Linked DNA regions of Mus musculus: region 1 is linked to region 2. Evidence: chromatin contacts called from public HiChIP or PLAC-seq data. All regions are on one chromosome and are shown on one strand. Each heading gives the region's core, a stretch centred on a gene start, on an enhancer-like site or on the middle of the called end of the contact. The rest is flanking DNA. Distances are from core to core; before and after follow the strand shown.

What was found. HiChIP or PLAC-seq counts read pairs in DNA pulled down with a chosen protein or histone mark.
Region 1: a contact with region 2 is called in an H3K27ac HiChIP or PLAC-seq map of double positive thymocytes, with 7 times the contacts expected there. The contact joins the promoter of 4732440D04Rik here to the enhancer-like site in region 2. A contact is called at or near these places in 2 of 39 promoter capture datasets (cranial neural crest and hippocampal neurons) and 1 of 115 datasets of contacts at active chromatin or transcription factors (double positive thymocytes).

What each region holds. Positions count from the first base shown.
Region 1 is chr1:6,215,080-6,222,257 of GRCm38.p6, reverse strand. 4732440D04Rik (a long non-coding RNA gene) reads left to right here and starts at 5,646. Exons shown (of 2, transcript XR_001778783.2): 1 at 5,646-5,702; 2 at 6,858-7,178. The region is part of intron 1 of Rb1cc1 (RB1-inducible coiled-coil 1); the gene reads right to left.
Region 2 is chr1:4,996,814-5,004,529 of GRCm38.p6, reverse strand. The region is part of intron 1 of Rgs20 (regulator of G-protein signaling 20); the gene reads left to right. Among named protein-coding and RNA genes, the nearest start is that of Rgs20, 19 kb to the left of the region's middle. Within about 2 kb of position 3,244, at least 4 of the 459 cell types and tissues checked have an H3K27ac peak or open chromatin away from gene starts, as enhancers often do.

The DNA of each region.
Region 1 (7,178 bases), core at 4,397-6,896, 1.2 Mb before region 2:
AAAAGTTTAGAACTAGAGATAAAAATTAGTAGGCAAGCAAGTGTGCTATTACTATATATAGTCTTCCAGTTATAATTCCCTCAGCAGTTCATTCTAGGAACTGTTTACAAACATTTACACTGTAGTAGATTAAAACTCATAGGAGGCTGTATGTCAGGTGAACATTACACCATGTAGATTCAGGACTTGTATGCTCATTGGTAGAGACACAGAAGTACACCTGAGCATCACAGTGTAACTGCCTTCAAAAGGCTGACTGTGTAAAGAGCTTGGCCAGGTGAGTATAGAGAAATTTCTGGGTTCACTCCCAAACATTGTAGAAGCCAGGTGCGGCATACCCCAGTAACCATAACACTTGGGAACTGGAGACAAGATGATTGATCATAACTTCAAGGTTATTCTCAGTGAGTTTAAGGCCAAGCTGAGCTACATGAGACCCTGTCTAAAACAAAGAAAAAGAAAAAAACCAAGACACATAAACTGCTGAACTCCATACTCAGCCAAAAAGTCCAATTTTCAATTTGCTGCTTTTCCTTTAAATCTTTACTTTCATTTTATTGTAGACAAAACTATCATTCTCCTGGTATCCAAACTCATTTCTGTTTAATTCTGTCCATTGTTTCTTTTAGGACGTCATGGCAGAACCTTTAGACTGCAAATTCTCTTTTACCTTTCTATTCCACTCCTTCAACATTCCTACCAGGTGGCCTCAAATTCTGCTTCTCATTGTCTTTCCCTGGCTTCTCTGCAGCTACCATTCATGTACTATAATGTTAGCTAAACCCTGCTTTCTTCAAGGCAGGTTTTTCTTCCTTTTCACTGAGTCTTTCTGCAAAATAAGTAAAGACAATTCCAGAGAAGGCAACCTACATGATCCCACTTACTTCCTTTAGTTGGCAACCCCAGCCGGGCCTGCGTGGTAGTGCACGCCTTTGATCCCAGCACTTGGGAGACAGAGGCAGGTAGATTCGAGGTCAGCCTCTACAGAGTGAGTTCCAGGACAGCCAGGGCTACACAGAGAAACCCTATCTCGAAAAACAAAACAAAACCAAAACAAGTTGGCAACCCCAATACATATATGAGCTTGACAACTCTGGCACATAATTCACCTAGAAAGGCAGGGTTTGGAACAAGATTTATCCCTATCTAAGATTCTATCTACTTCACTGGGACTCAATACCTTAACATCTCAGTTTATGATCTTCAAACTGAAAATGATACATTTACAGAGTTGGTAAGGAGGAGAGCAATAATGTACATTAGAATCCTTTACAGTGTCCTGGAGTGTATTTAAAATAAAATCACTAAAAGTGGTGGGTATTAAGCTTCAATGTTTAATAGCTTCATAATTCACCCCGGTTCCTTTTTCCAGAAGTATCATCCAAGGCTCCCACACATGAAGAAAACTATACCAACCCTTTGCATTTCTAGGCCAGGTAAAAAATTGCTCCTCCAATCTCTGCTTATCTAAATTTTTAAAGTCCAAATATGGTCCTAACATTATTTCTGAGCTGGGTGTGTAGCCCAGGAATTTAGGTGGTCCTTCCCATTTAGTTGGCTATAAACGATGGAGGGAAGAGGTGGATAGATGGCTTAGCTGCTAAGAACACTTGTTCTTTCAATGTTTCCAACATCCATATGGCAATTCCTAACTCTCCACAACTCCAATTCCAGGGTATCCAATGCCATATAAAACAATCTAAAACAAAAATTTTTAAATTAAAAATGATCCCATTACATTTATACAGAATATATGGGTGATGTTTAACTTCCATGTTTATACAAAATAATCAGAAATCATCTCAGAAAAAAATTCATCTTGCTTTGTCAGGTATGGCAGTACACACCTGCACACCTTTAATCCCAGCACCAAGGATGTAGAGGTAGTAAAATCCCAGAGATGGAGGCCAGACTGGTCTACGTAACAAGTTCCAAACCAGCCAAAGCTTCATAGTGAGAATTTGTTTCAAAATTATTTTAATGTCCAGCCAACTTTTCAACTGAGGTAATTTTAAAATTCCTCTTGAAAAATTACCACTGTGATAATAAGGCCCATCCCTCTAGCCTTACCACCAACTTTCTAAATTACGAAAACCTCAGAATTGGCTTTCTTACATTTCAAGGTTTTCAAGATTTTCAAAGTAAACACTCAGACTCCGAATACATGGGGTGGGGGTAGGAATGGGGGAGATCTAAATAATCCAGGCGTGGTACTGGGTGCTAGGAATATAAATACTTTCAAGTTGTTTTCAAGTTTAATAGAGCACAAGATCTGGAAGTTACTAAAGAAAGCAAACTAAAGGCCTCATGGAGAAAAGCAATTTGAAGTAATTTTATCTCATTTCTAATTCTGCAAACTGCAGTTCTTAGCAATTCTACCACTCTGAGTGATGATGACTGGTTTCTGCATCAATGAAAATAACATTCACCACAAAGGCCATATGGGTTGCCCAGACCAAGAACTGGGTGTCAGGGCTGGTGAGGTGGCTCAAAGGGTAAGAACACTGACTGTTATTCCGAAGGTCCTGAGTTCAAATCCCAGCAACAACATGGGGTTTTACAACAATCTATAATGAGATCTGATGTCCTCTTCCTGTGCATCTGAAGACAGCTACAGTGTACTTATTTATAATAATAAATAAATCTTTGGGCCAGAGCAAGTAGGCACTGAGCAAGCCAAAGTGCTAAATTCAATTCCCAACAACCACATGAAGGCTACAACCATCTATACAGCTACAGTGTACTCATATACATAAAATAAATAAATCTAAACAAACAAACAAACCAAAAAACGAACTGGGTGTCAGTCTCTGCAAATCAGGTGTACCACCTTTTAGGTGGCCCAGACCAACAACTGGGTGTCAGCCTCTGCAAATTAGATCACCCCATATACAGCTACCAGGAGAAAACAGTAGGACTGCCATCTTCTTCACAAAGAAAATCTGTTTCATAAAGGTTCATATCTTAAGTGTTTGCCTTCTCTGACACTAGGTAAGCATGCTCAGGTAAGCATTACACGGAGATAACTAATATAACATGCTTGTAACCAAAACAGAACAGAAATACTTTTAAATCAGAAATGGAATTCAGTAGTAGAGTAGGCACATTCATATACACAATAATCTGGTTTTATAATACTGAGGTCAGCCAGGTCTACATAGTTAAGAGTGTCTGTCTGATGACTGTCGCCTGAGAAGCCTTGTTAGAGCCTCCTTACAAATACAGAGGCAGATGCTCACAGCCAACCTTTGAACTGGGCTTGGGGTCCCTAATAGAAGAGTCAGAAAACGGCCTGGAGGAGTTGAAGGGGTTTGCAACCCTATAGGAAGCACAACATTATCAACCAGCTAGACCCCCGAGCTCCCAGAGAATAAGCATCAACAAAGGAGTACACATGGCTCCTCCTGCATATGTAGCAGAAGGTGGCTTGTCATGCATCAGTGGGAGGAGAGGTCCCTTGGTCCTATGAAGGCTTGATAGATGCCCCAGAGGGCAAGGGAGGTGGGAGTGGGTGGATGAACACCCACATAGAAGGGAGGATGGGATAGGGTGTTTCCAGAAAGGGGAGGAACTGGGAAAGGTGATAACATTTGAAATGTAAATAAGGAAAATACCCCCCCCCAAAAAAAGTCTCGGTTTGTGACTGTCTCTCTCCTTCGTTCTACAGATGGTGTTGGATCTCTCTAGAGCTGGACTTACAGCAGGTGGTGAGCAATATAAAGTGAGTGCTGGAACTGAACTGGGGTCCTCTGGAGAAGTGAGTGCTCTTAACTGCTGATACATTTCAAGCCCCCAAATATTTAAAGATTACATTTATTTTATGAGTCAATTTGCCACAGTACTTGTGAAGATTAAAGAACAAGTAATGATATTCAGTTTTGTTTCCACCATAATGCCATACATACTATCATGTATCTTACCTGAACTGCATAATATAAAAATAATTTTACACTACGGCACTAACATTCTGGCATCATATCTAATTCATCAAAACTATATAAAATCCATGACTTTAGAGAACATTTTCTAATTGTATATTTTACTTTACAGTGTATATTAACTATGAAACAAAACCCAAATTACCTATAATACTGAATTAGCTTTTACTCTATCAGACCAAGACTATAAACACAGGGCAGTATCAAATGTCATTTGCTGTCACCAAAGGCTATGGGAAGAACAGAATAGTAGTGAATTATAATCTGGATACATATTCTTTGGGCAGCTACTGACCAATTTTTATATGGATAGTGAAGGAAAAACTGATGTCTCAAACAATGAAAACAGATCACTACGTTTTTGTTTTCATAATTACAAGTCAATAATATTAGAATTAAATCCAGCAAAAATCAGTAATCTTAAGGGCACTCATTAAACATCTGAGAAAGCTGAAACTACTAAGTCTCCTTATGACCACTCAAGTTCTGCACACACTTGCAGACTCACTAAACTTAACAGAAGGGTAAAAAGGAAAAGTAATGCTTTTAGGACCTTAGACAATAATCAGTTTTATGATAAGCAAACTACGCTTCCTAGGTCCATAATGCAAAAAGAATTCTAGAGAAATGTGCTAAGTACTATGATTTTATCTAAAAAGTACATTGCATAACCCAACATGCCACAATCTGCTTCTCTAACCTCCTTTCTAAACCAGCAATTGATATTGGTCATTTTTCCTTCTTTAAAATGCCCAAGGGTTATCTAAACACACACATATGAGATATATGTTACTCTAGTTCAGTGTTATTTACAGGTGTACTTTGTAAGATCAATCAACATGTGAGGAACAGATTCGAGTTCAACTGTTTCCCAGACTTGCTATATCGACTGACACTCAACTCTGTGCCTTTACACATGCAGGGTCCATGAGCCATTTTAAAAAAAAACAAAAAAAAAAAACTACAGCTCGGTGTGGTGGCACACGCCTATAATCCCAGCACTCGAGGCAGAGGCAGGTGGATTTCTGAGTTCAAGGCCACCCTGGTCTACAAAGTGAGTTCCAGGACAGCCGGGGCCATACAGAGAAACCCTGTCTTGAAAAACAAACAAACAAACAAAAAAAAAAAACCAAAAAAAATTACTATGCATAAAACTTGAATGTTAGCCGGGCATAGTGGCGCACGCCTTTAATCCCAGCACTTGGGAGGCAGGCGGATTTCTGAGTTCGAGGACAGCCTGGTCTACAGAGTGAGTTCCAGGACAGCCACAGAGAAACCCTGACTCGAGAAAAAAAAAAAAAAAGCAAAAAACAAAAACCAAACAAACAAAAAAACTTGAATGTCTACAGAATGCCTCTTCCTACTACTACCCCTCAATCCTGGCATTCTATCTTCAGTAACCTCTCATGGAATATGCCTTTAATCAGAGCCTTCCATATTTTTTATTTCTTCTCTCTCTCATACCTCCAAATGGGTCCTTTTGTCAAGTAGACATAGCTTCTTAAATTCTCAAGACAATAAGACACCTTATCCAAAATTTCAAACCCACCCTCCAATAGAGACACACACTTCTTAATCTTGGCTTGCTTCTATGTTCACTTATGTTCTCACTTTTCTTCTGAATGATAAGAGACTGGAGTTTGCCTGCTGCTGAATAATTAATTACCAAGGCATCACTAATGAATACTTACCACAGCTTACTCTGAGATGTGTCAAGTCTTGGCAAAAGGGGGCCAAGAGCTGAAGGTCAACCTCAACTACAATGTACACCTCTAAGCAAAGCTCTCTTAATCAGGTAGTCGTTGAAACATTTTCCTCTCAGGTCTAACAGTGGCTCAGGGATATTACACCTTACAGAGCATGCTGGAAACTGAGTTTTAGTCCTAGCAGTACACACTAACAAGGCAAGAAACAAAACAAATAAACAAAAACAACTGGGGGAGACACCAGTCCTTTCATCTTTTGTCCTTTGGCTTTTACAGATCTATGTGTAAAGTCAATCTGCTGTGCATTCAAACCCTGATGTTTGCCATAAAGAGTGCTGCCTGTTCCCTCCATCTCCCCCCACCCCAAGAGAACCCTCTTCTCTCCAGGCAGAGGGCTGCTTCATTGTCTTCCCTAACTCAAAATAAAACAAAATTTTTAAATTTTGCCTAAGTCCACTAACCAATTACATTAATAAGATTTATCAATGTAAATGCTACATTATGGGCCTGACACACCCATGGCATAACTATGTAAATACCATTTATTTTGTTTTTCTTTTTTCAAGACATGTTCTCGCTATGATTCCCAAGACCACCTTAACTTACTGAGTAACTCAAATAACTTAAAGCCATCTTTCTGTCTCAGCCTCCTGGAATGTTGAGATGAATATAGCAGCTACCTTCTAAGCCTTGGCTAACGTTTAAAACAGATATAAATGCTAAAAAACATAACAAAAACTTAATTGGAAAGCGATGATTTGCGTTGTATTTGGTAATAAGACTAAATAAAATATTTCACACATAACAAGTCCATTTATAGATCCCCTCCCCCAAAAAGAAAAACCACCTACTGAAATACAGTACCAACATTTGACTAGGAACACAGATTGGTTCATTTTTAGGCTGCTTCTAAACTGCTTGCTAGCTTTGCAAACCCTCAGATAAGTAAGTCTCACCAATTCTTTACAGAAAATGGTTAGCAAAATGTATAAATTTTAACGCTCATAATAGACTTGTCAACATCCGCACCCAACTGAATGTCTTGCAGGGACTCTATCAATAAGTGAGTCCACGAGTGTTCCGTGGCATCAGTCCTATGTACCAGTTCATGGAATGATCACATTTTAAAGACTCATGACGGAAGGGACAGGATTACGAAACCATAAACAGTCACCATAGCACATCCACCACTCTGTAGAGAAAGTACTGACAGCACGTTCGAAAGCTGTCATTTGTACCAAGTTTTGGTACTCCCATAAGCCCCCACCCCAAATCCATCTGCGGGGCGAGCGAGGCTGAGTCATTCCAAGGAGTAACTTTACACCGATGCTTGCACTCCGGGGTCGGGACAAAGGCATCACCTCTAGGTTCCTCCCGTCAGGGCACTCCGGCCCTGGCCCAAACCCTCTCCGGTTTCCCGAGCCCGACACTCCAGTGCACCGAGCCCTGGAGACGGAGGCCGCGATTCAGGCCTCGGGTGAGCACCGGCGTCCTGCCGCTCCCGCGATCCTGTCAGCGGCCAGCGGGCCTCAGG
Region 2 (7,716 bases), core at 1,995-4,494:
GGAACACAGAGGCTTGCTTAACCTGCTTTCTGATACAACCCAGGCCCGACTGCCCATAAATGGCACCACCTACAGACTCTAGGCCCTCAAAGACCAATCATTAATCATGAAAATACAGTTAGCCCTAGAGTACAGGAGTTCACAACTAACTCATCATAACACCTTTAATCTTAACACTTGGAAACCAAAGGCAGGTCTGGGAGTTTGAGGCCAGTCTGATCTACATAGTGAGTTCCAGGATAGCCAGAGAGACTCCGTTTCACACAAAAAAAAAAAGAAAGAAAGAAAGAAAGAAAGAAAGAAAGAAAGAAAGAAAGAAAGAAAGGAAGGAAGGAAGGAAGGAGGGAAGAAAGGAAGAAAGAAAGAAGTTGCCAAAAAAAAGAAAAAAAAAAGAAAAAACTTGCCTACAGACCAACTTTTCTCAAATAAGTATATATTGTGTTAAGGTGACAAACTCTAACCAGCACAGTATAATACATACACTTGCTCCTGTAGTCAAGGAAGTATGTGTACGAGGAAGGTGGTGCATTCATTGGGAATTGCTAATAGAAAAAAGAAGAGTTTGATAAGAAATGTAGATTTATCCTAGTGTCATGGATTGCCACTGAAGGTCCTAAATTTTTAATACACTTTGCAAGCCATTGCTCTTTCATTAGCTCATGCTATGCTTCAAAATATATGAGGCAGAATAACTATGAAGAAAGCGGTTAATTTAGCTCATAGTTTTCTGGAGGTTCATGGTGCTGACTGACATTGGTTGAGGTTTGGAGAGGCCTTCTTGGGTGCATCATGTCATAGTGGACACATGTGTGGAAGAACTACATCCTGTATACTAGTTCGTTTTTGTCACACTGACACAAACTATAGTCCCCTGGGAAGAAGGACTTTCAACTGAGTAACTAGTGCCACTAGATTGGCCTGTGGGGTGTCTCTGGGAGCATTTTCTTAATTTGTGATGCATGAGGGAAGACCCAGCTCATTGTGCCTGGGTGGATGATTCAGGTTGTAGAAGAAAGCAAGCAGAGCAACCAATAGAGAGTGAGCCAGTAAAGAGTGTTCTTCCATGGTCTCTGCCTTACTTCCTATCTCAAGGACCCGCCTTGAGCTCCTGCCCTGATGGCCTCCTGTCTCCTCCTTGGTCCTTCCATTAGTGATGGATTGTGGCCTTGGGGTTGTATGGTGAAATAAACTCTCTTTTTTCAATTTTTTTTTCTTTGTAAGAGTTTTATCACAGCAACAGAAATCAAGCTATGACAACCTGAAACAGAAAGCAGGGAAAAAAACTGGAGTCTCGTAATTGTTTTCAAGGACACTTGCCTAGTTGAACCATGGACCCCTTATTGCGTCATATACATTTGTTTTGTGTGTGTGTGTGTGTGTGTGTGTGTGTTTCTTTTTTTTGTGAAAATAGATTATTTTCCTCACATAATATATTCTGATTATAGTTTTCCATCCTATTCCTCCCAGTTCCTCCCTACCTCCACTCCCATCTGACTCATCACCTTTCTGCCTCATATTAGAAAACAGGCTTCTAACAGATACTAATCAAGCAAAGTAAAATAACATAAGACAAAAACTAACATGTTGGAATAGGACAAAGCAAGCAAACACAAGAAAAAGAGCCCTAGAAAAGGCACAAGGAGCACATAGAGACAAAGAAACTCAGTCACTTGCATATTCAGGAATCCCATAAAAAAAAAAACCACTAAACTGGAAGCCATGATATATACACAAAGGACTCATGATGGCCCTATGCATGCTGTCTTGAGCCCTGTAAATTTATATGTGCATCAGTCGTATTGATTTAGAGAGCTTTGTTTCAATGGTGCCCCCATCCCCTCAGGCTCTAACACTCTTTTCACTTCCTCTTCTACAGGGAGGCATGAGGGGAGGGATTTGATGGAAATATCCCTTTTAAGGAAGATTTTTTTATGGTCTTTTACTCTCTGTGTGTTGTCTGGCTGTGAGTCTCTGTATTTGCTCTCATCTTCTCTGATGATGTCTGATCAAGGCACTATCTATGAATATAGAAGAATGCCATTAGAAAATTTTCATTGCTACATTCTTTAGTAGAATAGTAGAATTTGCTTTTCCTTTAGATCCCTGGGCTATCTAGTCTCACATTCTTGGTCATGCAAGAATGGGTTTCATCTCATGGAGTGAACCTTAAATCAAAATAGGTATTGGTTAGTTACTGGAAGGAAAACTATCAGCTCAGGACCTCCAAGACCAAGTTCTCAGCACAAAGGAGATGCATTTGCCTGAGAGAAATAGAGGATAAGGAATAAGAGACAAAGATAAGAGATAGAGAATTAGGAGAAAAGAAAAGGAACAAGGGAGAAGGAGGAAGAGGATTTGTCCTGGACAGCATCTGTATGGAGAGGAGACAGATACAGTGCATAGGAAAATGGCAGTTCACATGTGAAGAAGGGGAAACCTTGTGTTAGGATGGGATGTTTAATTTTAATTGGACATGTCAACTAAGTGACCTAAGGAGAAATTTTCATTGTTGGACCTTGCTAGTCAGGCTTAGGAGGAGGAAGTGGTCAAATAAGGGAATAAACATTGGGAGTTAGCTTTAGGAATGTAATCTAACAGTCTTAGCAAGGCAGAGAGAATGAGAGGAGAAAGGCCTGCCAGAGCCATGCTCATCTTGCTTGAGCTGGGAAGACTCGCTTCAGTTACTCTCACAAGCTTTGTGTCACTGTTGTACTAGCAAATCTTGAAGGCAGGACATCATTATAAATCAAAAGTTTTGTAGCTGGGATGTGAATACTTCTCCTTTGGTTGTCTACAGAGTAGTTTCCTGTACCAAAAACAAAACAAAACAAAAACAACAACAAAAAACTAGCATGTAGGAGTGAAGGCTCTATGTGGTAACCAGCTCAACTTCACTGTATTCAATGAGTTGGGTAGGTGTCATCTTCAACAATGAAGCCTTGCCCACCAATTTCTGAAGAGCAACCTATAGTCTCGACAATAGTCTGTTTGTTTAGTGTTTCCCATGGGACTCCTTTGATCAACAATTTAACTAAATGTAACCCATTCCCTATTCAGCAAGCTTCATTTGGTGACAAATATCCCGTTGTGGTTCAGTGCCCCATTACTTGGTGATTTTATTTAGTTCTCCTTTATATATACATATATTCTAGGAAGCTTCTACTGTATTAGGCTTCCATACTCTTTTTCAAATGGCCATTAATTTTACCTGTCTCTCCCTGTATTCCCTACCTCATTTCCCTCTTCCCTCCCCATCCCAGCTTGATCCTCCCATCCCAGCTGTTCCCCATCTGTCCTAATTAGGGTTTTACTGCTGTGAACAGACACCATGGCGGAGGCAACTCTTATAATAACAACATTTAGCTGGGACTAGCTTACAGGTTCAGAGGTTCAGTCCCGTATCATCAAGGTAGGAGCATGGCAGCATCCAGGCAGGCATGGTGCAGGCAGAGCTGAGTGTCATACATCTTCATCTGAAGGTTGCTAGCAGAATACTGGCTTCCAGAGAGGAGGATGAAGGTCTTAAAACCCAGACCCACAGTGGTACACCTACTCCAACAGGGCCACCTTCTAATAGTGCCACTTCCTGGGCCAAGCATATACAAACCATAACACCATACATAACTGCATATTCTATTTGTCTTCCCTAGAGAGACCTGTCGTTCCTAGTCCTTTGTGAGTTTATGGATTGTAGCTTGGTTATCAGTTGTTTAGTGGGTAATATCCACATATAAGCAAATGCGTACAGTATGCATCTTTCTGGGTCTGGGTTATCTCACTCAGGATGATCTTTTTCTAGTTCTGTCCATTTACCTGTAAATTTCATGATTTTATTTTTTGAAAACCTGAGTAATACTCCATTGTGTAAATGGTCCATAATTTCTTAACTGTTCATCTGTTGAAGACATCTAGTTTTTTTGCAATTTCTGGCTGTTATGGTGCCCAATGAACATGGTTGAACAAATTTCTCTATAGTAGGATGTGGAGTCCTTTGAGTATATGCCGTAGAAGGTGTATCTGGAACTTGAGGTAGATCTAGTCCCGGTTCCGAGGAACCAACACACTGAATTCCTTAGTGATTGTACAAGTTTGCACTCCCACCAGCAATGGATGAGTGGTCCCCTCATTCCTCATCCTCGCCAATATGAGCTGTCATTTCCTTTATTGATCTTGGGCATTCTGACGAATGTACAATGAAATCTCAAAGTAGTTTTGATTTGCCTTTCCCTGATGACTAAGGATGTTGAACATTTTAAAAATGTTTCTCAGCCATATAAATTTCCTCTTTTAAGAATTCTCTGTTTGGATTTGTATCCCACCCAACTTTTTTGAGACAGGGTTTCTCTGTGTAACAGCCCTGGCTGTCCTGGAACGTGATTTGTAGTCCAGGATGGTCTTGAATTCACAGAAATCTACCTGCCTCTGCCTGCGAAGTGCAGGGTTTAAAGGCATGCACCACCATGCTCACCTGTGCCCACTTTTAAGTTGGGTTATTTGTTTCTGGTAATATCTATTTTTTTGAGTTCTTTATATATTTTGGAGATTAGCCCTCTATCAGATGTATAGTTTGTACAAACTTGCCCCTTGCTGCAGCCTGCCATTTTGTTCAAATGGTGGTGTCCTTTGCCATACAGAAGCCTCTCAAGCACATTTATCAATTATTAAGTATTAGTTATTAATTAGTATATGTAGTAAGATGTTCTATTCAGAAAGTCTTTCCCTGGGCCAATGAATTCAAAGATAGTCCCCACTTTCTCTTCTATCTGGTTGGTGTGTTGAGGTAAATCTCCAACCCAAAAAAGCCGGGTCAAAGAAATCACAACTCAATTAATAGGAATACAAGCGACACACCTAGATTGGGCAGATCTACCACTACACCAATCTGTTTCCCATCGATGAGATCCCTTATAACTTGAGGTTTCTTCAAGACACAAACTCTGCCCCATCTTCCTTCCACCTCCTCTTACTCCATCATCCTCTCTCTCCTCTTTCCCTTCCCCCCCAAACTTTTCAGCTCCACCTTCCCTGCTACTGCCAAATCACTGGTAGCCTTTATCTGAAAAGTTATGGTGGAGAGAAGGTTCACAAGTCACCTGTATACATGATTCACTCCTCGTCTTCAACCCCTCCTGGGAAAGCAGAACTAGCATCAAAATATAAGACCAGGGCTATCCAAAACACTTCCCCCTTTCTGTCCAATTAAAAGACTTTTATCTCTGATATAAATTGAGCACATTACCATTTTGTAGTTTATAAAGTACAAGATAGACCTAACACCCAGCCCATCATTTTTGTCAATTAAATAGGACCTCTGCCATCTGTCCTAACTTAAAAGACTTATAATCCTACACCTGACTCATGTCCTGGCATGAGATTGCATGCCATCTGAAAACATCCTCTGAAATTTATATCATCTTTCTCAATGCTAAACATCTTGGGCTGGCTATGAGACTACCAGTCTTCAACCCTGTCAGAAGTCTAAGAACAACTAATATTGCCTGAAAATATGAGAAGCACAAAATATAGCTTCCAAACCTCAGCCAGTTTATAGAGACTGCTGATCACCTGGACAGTCCCTATTCTTCAAAACGTTAGAGCTTTGGTCTTCAGCCTTCTGGCCCAGGATCATCTGATAGACCTTTTGCAGAATTTTGAAGGGCTGATTACCTTGAGATTATCAGTCGACTGTTCTGCTTAGTGTGCCCTTTTTTCTGGACAGTATTTTGTCTGTAGATGAAATGAGACAATTCTTGCCTAGTGGCTGCCTCACCACAACCGGAGCAACTCCATTGATTCTCAATTTCTTCTTTTTAATCCAAGACAGGGGTGCTGTCAGGAGCAGACAGGTCTCTAGTCAAATGATCTTTAATGAAGAAATGTCCATAAACATCATATTCTGTGGACTTCTGATGCCTGTGGAAACTATCTATCTACCCAAAGCATATCTGAACTGTCAAGCCTTGACTACTCCCAGCCATTTCTAATTGAAATATCTCAGAAAAAACCCTTTTAATTAACTCAGGACCATGAGTTTGCTATCTGGCCCTTAACTCCGTATTGCTTAATCATCTAAAAACAGTTTATAATAGCAATTATAGAATTTCTGGGTCGGACCGGGCATGGTGGTGCACGCCTTTAATCCCAGCACTCCGGAGGGAGGGAGAGGCAGGTGGATTTCTGAGTTCAAGGCCAGCCTGGTCTACAGAGTGAGTTCCAGGACAGCCAGGTATATACAGAGAAACCCTGTCTCGAAAAACAAAAGACAAAACAAACAAACAAACAAAAAAAAAAAAACAAAAAAAAGGACTGGGTCTAAGCCTTATATTCTTAAATGTGTAATGGCTATATGAGAGTAACAATATTAATCCCAATTTTATATCAATAAGAAATTCATACCAATGAAAACTTTAAATTTGTATCAAATTCTGTACCAATGTAAGAGATTATAACTTCAACTTTGTATAAATTATAAAGATTTTTTACCAGTGTAAGATATAGCTATGTAATGTTTTACTTAAGAGTAAATTTACTAACTTATCCCTATTTGTCTATTTCTATAACTTCTATGATATTACTATATCACCCCTTTCTTTCACACCCCCTTCCTTTTTTACCTAAGAAGAAAGGATAGAGAAGAGGAAAGGAAAGATAGAAACCCCTGAGTTTAAGCTCTCTAGTTCCCTCCCTGTCCAAAGCTACATTTGTAAAGTATCGCTTAAAAGGCAACATATCTATAACTCCTAAACTAACCAGAACCATCCACCCCAACATAAGGAACTGGGATGATGATCTTTTTCTCCTTATAGCTGAATTGGAGCAAAGAATTCCCATCTGGGGTCCTAAAGAAAAATAGGAAAATTGACTTTGTCAAAGGAGAGCTAATTGGCATCATTTGCCTTGTAGTTATGCTAAGAAAGTTCATTGTTTAGCTGACATCTTGACCATGACAGTCTTAAAGGCTGGATAGGGAAGCTAGCTATTCTGGAAAAGTTCTGGAAGCAAGTCTCTAAAAGAAGCAGCTTCGATGTAGTTAAAGTAGTGTCAAGCGTAAAGCTGGAATGGAAGGTCCCAGAATCTCAGCATCCCGGAGTGTGAATCTTTTCAGGGCTGTCTTTCTCTTGTTTCACCCTGCAGTGTATAAAACTTAAAAGCAACATGTAGTTCTATAAAGACATTCACATGGAGCGTGCAGGGTGCACAGATTGGTCAATGAAGATCAATCAAGAAAGATGACTGTCTTTCTTCAGGTTAGTTTGATCACATCATCAAACTGCAATATAACTTTGTATACATGCCTTCATAAAGGATGGTATGTAATAACAATCCATTAGAAATTTGTACTCAATAAGTGTTATTGGCTGTGTAAAGACATTTTAATCTCAGCAAGTTTCAGAGCTGTCTAAATATACAGAGACATAAATATCACCACATATACATCACCTATTTTGTTGATTGTGCTAGTCTCTCTTTTCTTCTCTGTCACCAAGGTCTTTAAGAGATCTCCCTTTGTCATGTTCGATTTTTATCAACTTAGAAGGAACCCACAGCTTTTCTTTTTTGTGGAAACATAGACACAACCCTTCCCCCAGCATAACATATTTCCCATTTTCCATTCTGGTGTTAGAATATCCTTAATATATATATATATATATAGGCTGATTTAGTTCAATAGTTTTTTTCCACAATCCAATGTTTTTCAGCAGCAGTGATATTTTG